Regions from separate parts of the Muntiacus reevesi genome. Here region 1 is linked to region 2. The links are chromatin contacts, called in public Hi-C maps. All regions are on one chromosome and are shown on one strand. Each heading gives the region's core, a stretch centred on a gene start, on an enhancer-like site or on the middle of the called end of the contact. The rest is flanking DNA. Distances are from core to core; before and after follow the strand shown. Region 1 holds the start of NCOA7 (nuclear receptor coactivator 7). Region 2 holds the start of HINT3 (histidine triad nucleotide binding protein 3).

Region 1 (5,661 bases), core at 1,270-3,769, 180 kb before region 2:
GTTCTTCCCAACCCAGGGATCAAACCCAAGTCTCCCCCATTGCAGGTGGATTCTTTACCATCTGAGCCACCAGGGAAGCCCTATATCAATCCTGATATTTAGTACTAGTATCATCTGCCTTTTACAGATTAACAACAACAGAGGTTAAATTATTTACTCAAGGTCAGCATGTGATGGAGTTGCAGTCTGAAGTCACGAGTCTGAACTCTTAGAGATTACCCTGTTAAGAAGTACACATTCTACTGAGGTTTGATTTGTACCGTACTAAGATTTCCCAAATAAGTTTATATACTATATCTTTTATCTCAATTAAAATTTCACTCTCTACTTAGAGCAGTGGTGTCCAAAAGGATTTTTTGAAATAATGGAAATTTCTATTCTCTGCTGTCCAATGAGTCGTCTCTAGCCATGCATGGCTCTTTAGCACTTGAAATGTGGCTAGTGGAATGAAAAACTCCATTTTAAATTTAGTTTAAATTTAAATGGGCACATGTGGCTAGTGGGCATGTATGACACAGCACAGAGCATAAGGAAATGGTTTATTTCTTTGGATTTCTCTGTAAAGACAAGGCTTAGGCAAATTAATAAATATCAAGTAAATGAAAAAGAATGAACAATAGTTAAGGGGAAATTTTCTCCCTCTTTAAACTAAAGGGCAGAAGTCTTTATTCTACCAAGACTTTCACTGTAATAAAATGTTATAATAAGCATGTGATATAGCCTATAGTACTTCTAGAGCAGTTCATGAAGATAGTAAAGAGGATCCATAAATTAGAAGCAATGCTTTTGAAAGGCTGAGAAACATTTTATAATTGATGGCTAGTACTTTTTAAATGTTTTGCTAATAAAAAAGATCACTGTTTAAATTTTTTCTTGACAAAATCTGGGGTCCATAGAGAGAAAAACAAAAGGGGACTCTTGGTGGAAGGATGGAAACAGTCCAGAATTGCACTCAAGGGACATTTCCTGCACAAACTACAATCTAAAGCAGACCTCTCTTTACACATGTTGTTAAGAGTAAGCAACTGCCAAACCTCACTGGATGACTTCATTCTTTGACTTATTCACCACATATATACAAATGTTAGTCAAGTCGTTCTGAATATGGTGAAAAACATCATGAATAATAACAGGTACTTTTGAAAAGAAAATCGGCCTGTAGATCAAATCAGAGTCTCCGGATGTGACCAAGTCTTGTGGCCTGTGTTTCCTGACCCATGCACAACGCAGCTCCTACCCCGCTGGATGTCTACTTACCCAGAAGAATTCATCTCAAAAATTTTATCACGATTTTATCACAGCTTGTACTGCTATGGAACGTGTCTTTGCCAGTTTTTACATTAATCTTAGATTTCAAAAACATCAAAGAAGTGTGAGAGCCTCTCCGTTTCTCTGGAGGTCCCAAACCACGTTCTTCTGATTCAATGAAATCCGCTCTTTAAATTGCAGGAGCCTTGTTTTCCTTTGGAAATCGTTTACAAATAACATAATGCCTAAAGAAAAAAAAAAAAAAAAAGAGGAAAATCTCCAATTCCTCACATTCAAACCAAAACGATGTAGACCCGAGGTCCAGTTTTATACATGCTCAGTGCAGAATTGGGTAATTATTCCGTATTTTGCAAGACAGTATAAGGCGACCATTTGCAACTGAAATTCCAAACCATCTCTGTGAAATGCTTCGCTTGTCTTCCAGGAGAGGCTGTTACAGCATAAGCAGCAACAAGAAGCCAGAGGAGGCCGCTATCTCTTGGGCCTGTGTGTCAGGCCTCTGACACACCAATGTTATCGCACCAGCTGCAGGCTCCATTAAGTCTTTTCCTTACGTAAGGGTCAACTTCAAGGCCAAATCCTCCCAGTCATCTTGCGGTGCTTGTCATGGGACCTTAGAAGGAACAGCTGCCCAGCGGGGATGGGAAGCTCACAGGCACCGGCCCGCAGCTGATGCCAAGCTTCCCAACCCAGGCTCCCCCGGGTCTGTGCCAAGAGTCAGCCTGGAGGGCTCAATTGCTCGGTCCCCACTGCTGCAATGATAGCAACGTGGCAGCACCCTGGATGCTGTGCAGAGGATGGGAGCGGAAGGGGGAGGACACGGGGGCCCCTATGCGAAACACAACGCCGGAAAGGACAGAGGATGAATTTATTGTGACCAGCGGTCCCCGAGCTACAAGGAACCTCAAGGCTTTGAAGCGCGGGGAGACCCGAACTCGAGCTCTGCTCTCAGAGCCGTATTCACTCTAAGAGTGGCGGCCAGCCTGGGCGAGGTAAGAAGACCTCCTTAGGTCCCGCAGCCGGCCGGCCGGCCGCGCGAAGCGCCTCGAGCTCGCTCCCGGGAGGCGTCACAAAGGGCCGCGGCCTGCGGAGGCCGCGCACGCAGGTCTCCGGGGCGGAGTCGCCGGGCCGGGGCTGGGGCTCCGCCGGGCCGGGGCTGGGGCTGCGCCGGGGCCGCCGAGGCTGCCAGCCGTCGCGGGTGCCCCCAGCCTCCCATCCCCGAGATCGCCGGGGCGGGGAGGATGCAGCAGCTGCAGCCCGAGCGGCCGAGCCGAACCGCCGAGCTCCCCGGCCCCCGCCGCGGCGGAGGGGCGCCGAGCGTGGCGCGGGCCGGGCGGAGCTAGAGGCGGGCGTCTGCACCGCGTCGCGCCACCCGCGGCTCCCCGCCTCCGGCCGGGCCCGGCAGCCTGTCGCGGCCGATGTCCTGACCCGCGGGCGTACCCGCAGGGTTGGCTAGGCGCCGGGCGAAGGGGAGAGGCCTGAGGAGTCCCGGCGGCGGCCGCCGCGTCCGTCCACTAGCACGGGACGCCGGTCCCGCGGGGCGCGCGCCTGGGCGCTCCTCCCTCCTGCCCCGGCTCCGCGTCACCGCGCGGTCCTCCCCCGACCCCTCCTCCCACCCACCCCGGAGGATGCGCTCCCCCGCGCCCAGCGGCAGAGGCCACCGCTCCCAGAAATGCGAGCTCCCGACGCCCTTCTCCGGGACCCGAGGAGCCGGCGCCCCCGCCCTGTAGTAGGTAGGTGGCTAGGCGGGGACCAGCCCTGGCCGCCACCCGCGGCTGATGCTGCCGCTGGGGAGGGGCGGGGGGCCGGGGCCGGGACCCGCGAAACTTGCCTCCCGCCGGAGCTCGGTGCGGCGCTCGGAGGTGTTCTAATGGCGCTGGGCGCAGCACCCCCCCTGTTAACCTGACAGCCTCCTCTTGAGCTCGGGAGGCCGAGCGGTGGCGAAGGAGAGCGTGACCCTTCCCCGTCCAGCCCCTGGGCCCGGAGGGGCCCGCGCTGCTTGCAGGGGCGGGGAGGATGGACTGGTGTGAGGATTATTGGGGGATGGAGAGTGAGGGCACCGCCGAATTTTCTGCAACTCAGGTGGATAAATGTCACCGTATTTTTTCGGCCTGATGGACAGATGCCTTCTTCCTGTTTTCTCCCAATGTGCAGCCACGCAAAGAGTTATTTAGCGGCAGGTACAAATCACTCTGGATTTTGGTGTATTTCGGAGCTAGCTGGTTGATACGTGAAAGTGACGTCTCAGATTCTTAAAGTCAGTCATTTAGGGCCAGTTGGAGAAGGCCCCTTTAGAAATCAGATATTCAGAAGCTAGATGAGGCTGGGGAATTCTCGTGCTGTCTACCTGGGAGCGAGCCTGCAGCTTTCGTGAAGGGATGTGTTTGGGAGCATGGCAAGTTTGATACAGGTGTAGGGAGTTTAGAATCTGCTGGAAGGATGCTCGGAGTCGGCCAGCAGAGGCAGCCTTGGGCTCAGCCTAGCTTCCAGCTAGATGTTAATACGGGTTGTACTTTTGAGAAACTGGCTATAAATTGTTTCTTCTCTCCCATGTGTAAAGTTCGTACATCAGAACGAACGACAACCTTTTGGCAAGATTATCTCTTCATAGGCTATCATTTTTAAATTTCGTATTAAGCAGTAAAGTTTAGAGTCTGGGAAAATGGATCATTGTACGCTCCAATTTTATTAACGTATTAAGGTTGAGAGCGCCAGGAGGACAGAGACTTCCCCTTGTTCAGTCTCCTAATCCCCTGGTCTGATGCATAATAGGTGCTCATGGGTTATTTGTTGAATGAGCTGTGTTTCAGGCTTCATCTAAAGACAGTTTAGGATTAAAACATCTTGTTTACTCCATGGTGGTTGAAGTTTAACTGTATTTTAAAAATTACTTCTTTGCATAAATAGTCAAAATCAGTTATCTCAGTATTTAAGTTGAATTTTGACATTTTTAGGACCACATGTTTTCCTTCTTTAATGTGTTGTTACATAAGATAATTCTCTCCAACTGCTAATATAAGTTAATTTCATTTTTAAGGTTGCATTTTTTTTCTAATGGATAATCAAACCTGTTTTAATTTAAAACACAGTTAAAAAGTGCAACTTGTTTAAAGGAAATTTCAGGTTACTCCAAGAGTAACAATGATTTGGTTAATAAGTGACATATTAACTTATTTTAGGGTTGAGTTGTTGTGGTTGACTTAATTATAATGTATTTATTACAGGTAAAGGTGAAAATAAAACATTTAGAAGAGTATGTGATTCCTAAATGATTCAAAAAACACGATATAGATACACATTTTCAACAATATGGGTTTCCCTCAGTATATAAACATATCAGTTTTCAAGTTTGACAACCAACGTGGTTGTGAAATCAAGGGTTTGGAAGGCTTGTTCCTTTCTCCTTTTTAATTTTATGTTATCTTGAAATAATCAAGGATAACTGCATTACATTTCACTTGCTTTATTTTTGCACTGTGGTATTTCCAGTTTTGTTTTTATTTTTCCATTATGTAAGTTTTATGAGTCAGTATTAACCTTTTTTCACTTTGTTTAACAAAATTATCTGGGAATGATCCAGTCACTTATTATCTTTCCTTTTTCTTACTTTCCTTTTTTATCATTTTAATACTCTTCACCATCCTTATTACATATTACCCCAAAGACTTATTTCCACAAAAGTGTGGTAAGCCCTAGTTTTTTACTATTGCTCCTCCAGCCTGCTTGGGCTCTTCCTAGATGGTGAGGAAATAACACTTTTATGTAAAAGGTGGCAAGATTGGGCAAATCAACAGTAGGAGGATGCTTCTGAAAAATACGTTATGATTTATTTGAACAGAGCAAAAATTCTCCCATGATGTAAAGATAGCTACATTTTATGCATGTTAATTGTGTAGTCAGAGATATTGAGCAGTTAATTTACATCATTCTTCTTTGCTCATTCTAAACTTCTTAAAAGAACCCTCCCCGGCAGTTACATTAAACTCACTTTGTTGCAGATAGCTTGATTGTGCTGGCACTCTTGGCCTTGGAATCAGTTCCTGTTGTCAGAATGAAAGAGGCATTTTTCTCTCGGAGACCTGCATCCCACAATATCTCTGCAATTGAATGACTCACTACCTGGGTCCTGACCTCTGAGCCACTTGCCACTGAGCCACTGAGCACCTTGCCTCCACATGCACGGCTGGAATTCAGTCCTAAAACCTGATTTACTCTATCTTATTTTTCTATATCTTTCCTAAGGTTTTATTACTAAAACCCCTATCCCTTCCTTGCTAAATGTCGCTTGCATGTGTGCGTCCTAAGTAGCTTCAGTTGTATCCAACTCTTTGCGATCCCATGGACTGTAGCCCTCCAGGCTCCTCTGTCCATGGGATTCTCCAGGCAAGAATA
Region 2 (6,541 bases), core at 2,055-4,554:
TAAAAACACACGGGAAGGGGCAGTTCCTTCACAAATAAACCCTGGGAACCAGGTTCTTCTTAAAACCTGGAAAGAGAGGTTCCCCCAAAGACTAACTATTACCAAAATAGAAAGGCCCCTGTGAGGTAATTTTAGCCATCCCGACTGCTGTCAGACTGCAAGGGAAATTTGGTTGGGTACATTTGTCTAGACTAAAACTATTACCTCCAAAAACCCCACAAGCAACTAGAGAAGAGCAATCCATCTGTGAGCCAGTGGAAAACCTATTGCAAGCATAGGCACGATCCACAGATAAGTAAAACGGTGTGGTGAGTTGGCCTCCTTATTTGCCATTTTTGCTCTTGTGCTGTTGATTGCATCCTATTCTTGGCCACCCTCGCCAGAGAAGTAACCCCCTTGTCCATGTTGGGTTTAATTTAAGGGAAAATTCTCCATCCCAAAAATGTTCTGCTATTGACTGTGTGCGCCTTACTAGTCCTTGTAGCCAGGGAACAATAGCAAGAACACTTACTTAGCAACATTTCCAAACTTTCCAAAAATCATGTCCAAAAGGGAACATTTAAAATAATGCTGGATATGCCATCAACACCCTCCCACTGCACCCCCCTCCTCCCGGCTGGCTACTGGCCTTCCTCTTACATTTCCCCTGATTCTGCCAGTTCCAACATTGATTAACAAACTAAATTAGGGGCAACTGCCACCCCTTTCCTCTCTGCTAGTCACGCTTGCACTTTCCAGGGGGCTATTACAATGCTTTAATCTGAATCCCCTATACAACGACCCAAGGCACCGCGCATGCTAGGTTAAATTGCACAAATGGCACTTGTTTCATATGCCTGCCCCCTCGGCCCCCCTGCAATTGGGAACAGAATTACACTAGATATTCTGCCTCTTATGTAGGGAGAAACTGTACTTACAACCTCCCCCACCAGTGTCCTGTTTCAAACTATGGCTCCGTCTTCCTAAACAACATGGAAGGGGAGTGTGAACCATTCAAAGAAACATCTCATCCACCTCGTCAATCCAATTCAACCCACTTGTGGGTGAGCTGGCCTACAGTTGTCAACTCTGACAAAACCAACCAGATCACCCTCGAGCATTTCATGAAGACCTTTATAACATGATATAATCTAAATCACCAACATAACGATTTGTGGTCTCCTAGTTGCATAGGTACTAGCAACAGCTATGTCCTTCAAGGACTATCAGCTCTGAACAACCATGAGACATTCAGGTCTGCCCCCCTGAAGGGTTTCTTTTCCTCTGCAGATACCCAAAACATCATGTTATGGAGTTATGGCCAGGACCTGCCCTTTTCCCAAGGCCTTCATCCTATGGCCTGTAAATGCACTGATGATGTCCACTTTGTGTGAGACTGTCCTGTATGGTCTATAGGGATAAGAGGGATTTTATCTGTAACAGGACCAGGCTGGCTCACCCTTGAACCTAGACAGCAAGAGGAAAAATCTTAGCATAGGGCAGGGCTAGCAATAGGACTGGTGACTCTATGTGAAAACTTATCATGAAGTAACACTGAGAAATTTCACCCAGACAGACAGTGTGGTTATGTGATGAAACTGATAGAACAAGCCTTAAAGGGACATAAGACCGCTCTTGTTTCTTTGGCTAATATAGTTGTTCATCATCGCCCGGCTCTTTGTTACTTTCTGGCAGTACAAGGCAGAGTTTGTTTGGTAACTAATACTTCCTGCTATGCCTGGATCAATGCAACAGGACAGGTGGATGTTAATATTAAAGAAATACTCGCCCATGCAGAAAGGCTTCACAGCTTTGGCAAGAGCAACACAATCTCACTGTCTGGTCAACAGTTACAGGAGCCCTACTCCCAAAGTTAACTTGGTTCCTTCCATTTCTAGGTCCCTTAGTAGCTATTATTGCTCTTTTTGGTTTTTGGTTTGTCTGGTTAATCTTTTGGTTAACTTTGTATCTTCTAGGCTCCAGTAATTTCAAGTAAGGCTCATTATGGCTCAAGGGTTTCAATCCATTCCAGCAGAGGGTGACCCAGGTCCCTACATGTGCTTGAAACAGTCAGCAAGGGACTTCTATGCCTCTAGTGTAAGCTAGGGTCTGAGACCCCTGTCCAGCAGGAAGATGCTTCAGAAGAGGAAAACTTCAGCCCCTTAACCCTTAAAAATAAGGGGTGCAAAAGCTCACAGCAGGAGAATGAGGCAGACTGGGGACTTGGGACCCTTTGCTACAGTGTTTGCATGTGGACAAATGTCTCCTTGAGCAACAGAATATAAAGAAACTAAAGGACTAAAAGTAACTGCCTGCAGGATTTGAGCAAGCTCCAGAGAGTTGGTGATGGGGGGGTCACAAAGAGTTGGATAGGACTCAGGGACTGAACTGAATTTAAGTACAGCCTGGGCAAATTATAAACAACAAGGTACATAAAAACCAAAAACCCAAATGCCACTTCTGCCATCTCCTGAGCAATAAGAGGGTATTACTCATGATCCCTGCACACAGCACCCTCAAGAGTGTGGGGATGGGTGGGCAGGCCTCCTAAGCCACCTTTCCAGATAGACCCACAGATCTGCCCTGACCCTCATCCAAGGGACCAACCTGTGCACCCCTCCCAACCCAGGGAGCCAGCAAGGGAATGTGTTACTCATTTTTCACTCTTTCCCGAAGCACAACTCAGAAGAAAGCCCTGCCTGAATTTCTCGTCAGTTTCTTTAAGTTTCTAGGTCAATTCCTTGTGAATTTCTATGAAGTTCTGGAATATGTCAGACTATAAACTACAGGATTCCGCATTTACCTGTGTATGAAGAATGAGATAAAGCCCACTATTTTGATCTAGCTGGTGCTGTCAATAATAACAAAAGGTAAAAACAGGTGTGAAGTTCTGTTTGATATTTTGAGCCTATCGCCTAAAATGATCATGGTTGAAAATGCATACCCAAAGCATCAAATATAGTCTGTGTAGAAAACAGCTCTAGAAATGTTCCTTCTCGTAAAACCTACGAATTTTTTAAAACTTTTTTTTTAAAGACATCATTATACACTCGATGCACTTTATGTTACCGGCTTCAGGGAGAAGACGTTCAGAACTGTCAACAAATTCATTTGGCCTGCCGGGGAGAGCGCGAACGTGATGTCATCGCGACGTGGGGCGCGAGCCGGCGTTGTGGCGGAAGTCCTGCGTCGTTACCACCGAGACGCACGGGGATGGGCGACTGCCGCCGCCGCCGGCTGCTCTTCCGTGTCGCGTCCTTGCGCGCCCCCGCGTGGCAGTCAGCGTGAAGGCCAGCCTCTGGCTTTTGCGGCTCCGCGGCGAGTCGCCTTGCGGCTCCGGTCGCCCTGAATCCGCGCTGTGCCCAGCTCCCTGCCCGGCCCAGCGCCAGACGAGGGGCGACACCTCGAGGTAAAATCTAGGAGGTACAGGAGGCTAACTCTGCAAGAGGCCCTGTCGTCCCGGAGAGGCCTCTCAGCGGCGCAGAAGAGCGGGTGCGATGATGGAGGAGCAGGAATGCGATTTAGGGAAGTCGTGTGCCCGCTCTGAGGCAGCGGCGGCTGCCCAGCCCGCGGGGTCCCCAGGGGAGGCCCCCGCGGTCGCCGCGGAGTCCCCGGAGCTCGCGAACTACAGTAGCAAGTGCGTGTTCTGCCGGATCGCGGCGCACCAGGAACCCGGCACCGAACTCCTACACTGTGAGGTGGGCTGCGACGCGCGCCCGGGCGTGGGTGGATCCGGAGCGCCCCGGGGGCTCCGCTTAGGGGGCCTCCGCTTAGGGGGGCCTCCGCTTAGGGGGACCTCGCCGGCGTGGATCCGGTGGGGACGGTCCTGCGTAAATGGAGCTGGGGGAGGCTGGGTGTCCTAGTGATACAGACAGGCTGGTTTCTCCAGGCGCCGGGAGTGCCGCCGGCCTCCTTTACTGTTCTAAGGGGAGAAAAGGCAGAGAGAAAATCTCTCTCCGCAGCTGCCTAGGTGGTCGGTAGACAATAGTGACCTCTGATTTTATTAAAGGAACCTCGCCCTGCCCCGCCCCCCACCTCACTTTTCTAGACACTGCCTTTACATTCTGCAAATACTGATACTGAAAACAAACTAGTGGAAGATAGGTAATGGTGATTGTGAAAAGCCCATTTGTTAGATCGACTGAAAATAGGCTGGCAGAACTGGTCCGTGGTCACGCTATTAGTTAATAGATTCCGATTTCCACTAAAGAGTCCAGTTCCTTAGAAGTGTTATTATCAGTTGGGATATGTGGAAATTTTCAGAGCATTTAGACTCTGCTTAGATATTTTAAAACAGATATCGGGTAGGCACTTTCGTCTACCAGCTTGACTCGCCTTTAGAGAAACAGTCATTTGAAAGAGCTCCAAAGATTCTGGGCTGTGTTTTTGTTTTGTAGTAATCATTCATTTGTTAAAAGTAAATTGAATTCCTTCTAAGCACTGTTGGAGATTCAGTGGTGAACAAGGTAAATAAAAGCTAGTAGTCCCTGTTTACATTTTATAATCTAAAGGGTGGAGTCAGTACAGACAGCAGAGGCAGCTGATAGTACTCCTTGCTACGGTGAGATGGTTTTACCACCTGCAGTATTTTGCAAGGCCCGTGGGAGGGGCACCTGACCAGATCTGAAGGGTTAGGGAAGACCTTCCAGAGGAAGTAAGACGTGAAAAAATAAGTATGATCAGGTGAGGAGGTGGAGAGAAGAATGTCTTCGGTCAAGAGAACTTTCTGCGGTTTGGTCTCTGCCACAGGCAAATAGAAATTCAATCTAACTGGAACATAGAGTTTGAAAGGGTGAGTGGTAAAAGATGAGGGTGGAGAAGTAAGCGAGGGCCAATTATTAAGGCTGTTGTACTTCATATTAAGCAGTTTGGGCTTTATTTGTAGAGTGAAGGGAAGGAAACTCCACCGTTTATTGCTGCTGTTCATGCTGGGTTGGAAGAAAGGGGTTGAGGAATTCCATGAAAACGTTTGAGCTTTGAAAGATCATCTGGTACCCTGGGGGAGAATGATTTGGAGAGGACCAGGCTGGAGGCATGGAGATTGGTTATGAAGCTGTTGAGGTAATCCAGCCTGATGATGGCCTGACATAAGATGTAGTAATGGAGATGAAGAAAAGCAGATCAATTTAGGAATAATTAGGAGTCTGACAATGCTGAGGTCTGCATCTCTAACCCAGATGATAGGAACTGCCAGCTTATAGGTGGAAATTGAAAAGAGGGAAATTAACAAGATCACCTAGGACATATTTGTAGAGTAGGGAAGGGATCCCTGCACAGAACTCTAAAGAACACTACCACCGTAAGAGAGGTGGAGGATGAAGACCTGGAAAGGGGACAGAGAAACAGAGGGGAAGCTAGGAAAGCAAAGAGAAAGGAATTTGTTGAGAAGATAGGGGTTGGTAGCAATATCCACGTTCCCTCATCCTCATATCTGGGTTGGATGACTCTCCTGTATGCATGCAGAGAGGCCAACTTAGATTAGAACTGGTTTTGTCCCCAGGGTGATGACCATTGACCTTCAGGAGAACAACTGCAGTGCAGTGATGGGGCAGAGGGCAGATGGTTGATTAAAAAAACCCCGAGAGTCAATCTAAAACATTGAAGACAGCAAATACAGACAACTTCTGAAGGAAGTTTGGCAGTTTTGGGGAGAAGGGAGAGAGAGTGGTAACTACGGGAGGAGGTGGAGTTAAGTAAGAGAAAGTTTTTTGAAACAAGGAAGTCTTTGGTATGCTTAAATGCTGATGGGCAGGTGCCAATGGACAGAGGTTTAAACCGGCCCCAAGAGGTAGAGCTTTGTCCCTGGGAAAGAGGAAACTCAGTCACCCGTCCATTACTCAGTATTTACATGGGTGCCTTCTCTGTGCCAGACACTGCCGGAGGCATTGGGATACAGAAACAAATAAAATGAGCGAAACCCTCCCGTCCTTGTGGCCCTTACATTCTACTCACAGGAAATACACAGTAAGCAACATAATAAATAAAATGCATAGTTTCTTAGATGGGGAACAACAAAAGAGAAAAGGGATGCAGTTTTAAACTTTTAGTAAGGAAATGCTTCACTAAGAAGGTGGCATTTGAGGACTTCCCGGGTAGTCCAGTGGTTAAGAATCCGCCTGCCAATGCAGGGGACACAGGTTTGATCCCTGGTCGGGAACTAAGACCTCACGTGCCCTGGAACAACCGGGCCCGTGCGCCACAGCTACTGAGCTGGAGCCCACGTCTGCATGCCGCAGCGGGAGATTCCGTAGAACACGGCCGGGATCCTGTGTGCCACAGCTAAGATCTGATGCAGCCAGATCAATTTTTAAAAAAATTTTTTAAAAAAGAAAGTGTCATTTGAATAAAGCTCTGAAGAAGGAAAAGGAGCAAAGTATATGGTTTATTCTTTATAAAGTACAGCAATGTCATGTAGAATATGACAGATCCACAGTATATTTATAATATTCAAGTATCATGTGGTGTCACTGGAGACCAGTTTGTCAGTCACCTAAAGCTTAGATGAGCAGTGTGGATACTGATCACTTCTTGGCAAATCGACGGGGAAACAGTGACAGACTTT

Evidence for each region. Hi-C and Micro-C count contacts between places; a contact is called where the count stands out from the background.
Region 1: a contact with region 2 is called in a Hi-C map of muscle, with 5 times the contacts expected there. The contact joins the promoter of NCOA7 here to the promoter of HINT3 in region 2. A contact is called at or near these places in 2 of 3 Hi-C or Micro-C datasets (blood and muscle).

What each region holds. Positions count from the first base shown.
Region 1 is chr19:24,128,194-24,133,854 of mMunRee1.1, reverse strand. NCOA7 (nuclear receptor coactivator 7) reads left to right here and starts at 2,519. Exons shown (of 15, transcript XM_065911662.1): 1 at 2,519-3,002.
Region 2 is chr19:23,952,175-23,958,715 of mMunRee1.1, reverse strand. It overlaps HINT3 (histidine triad nucleotide binding protein 3), which reads left to right and starts at 3,304. Exons shown (of 5, transcript XM_065911622.1): 1 at 3,304-3,677. The coding sequence starts at 3,477.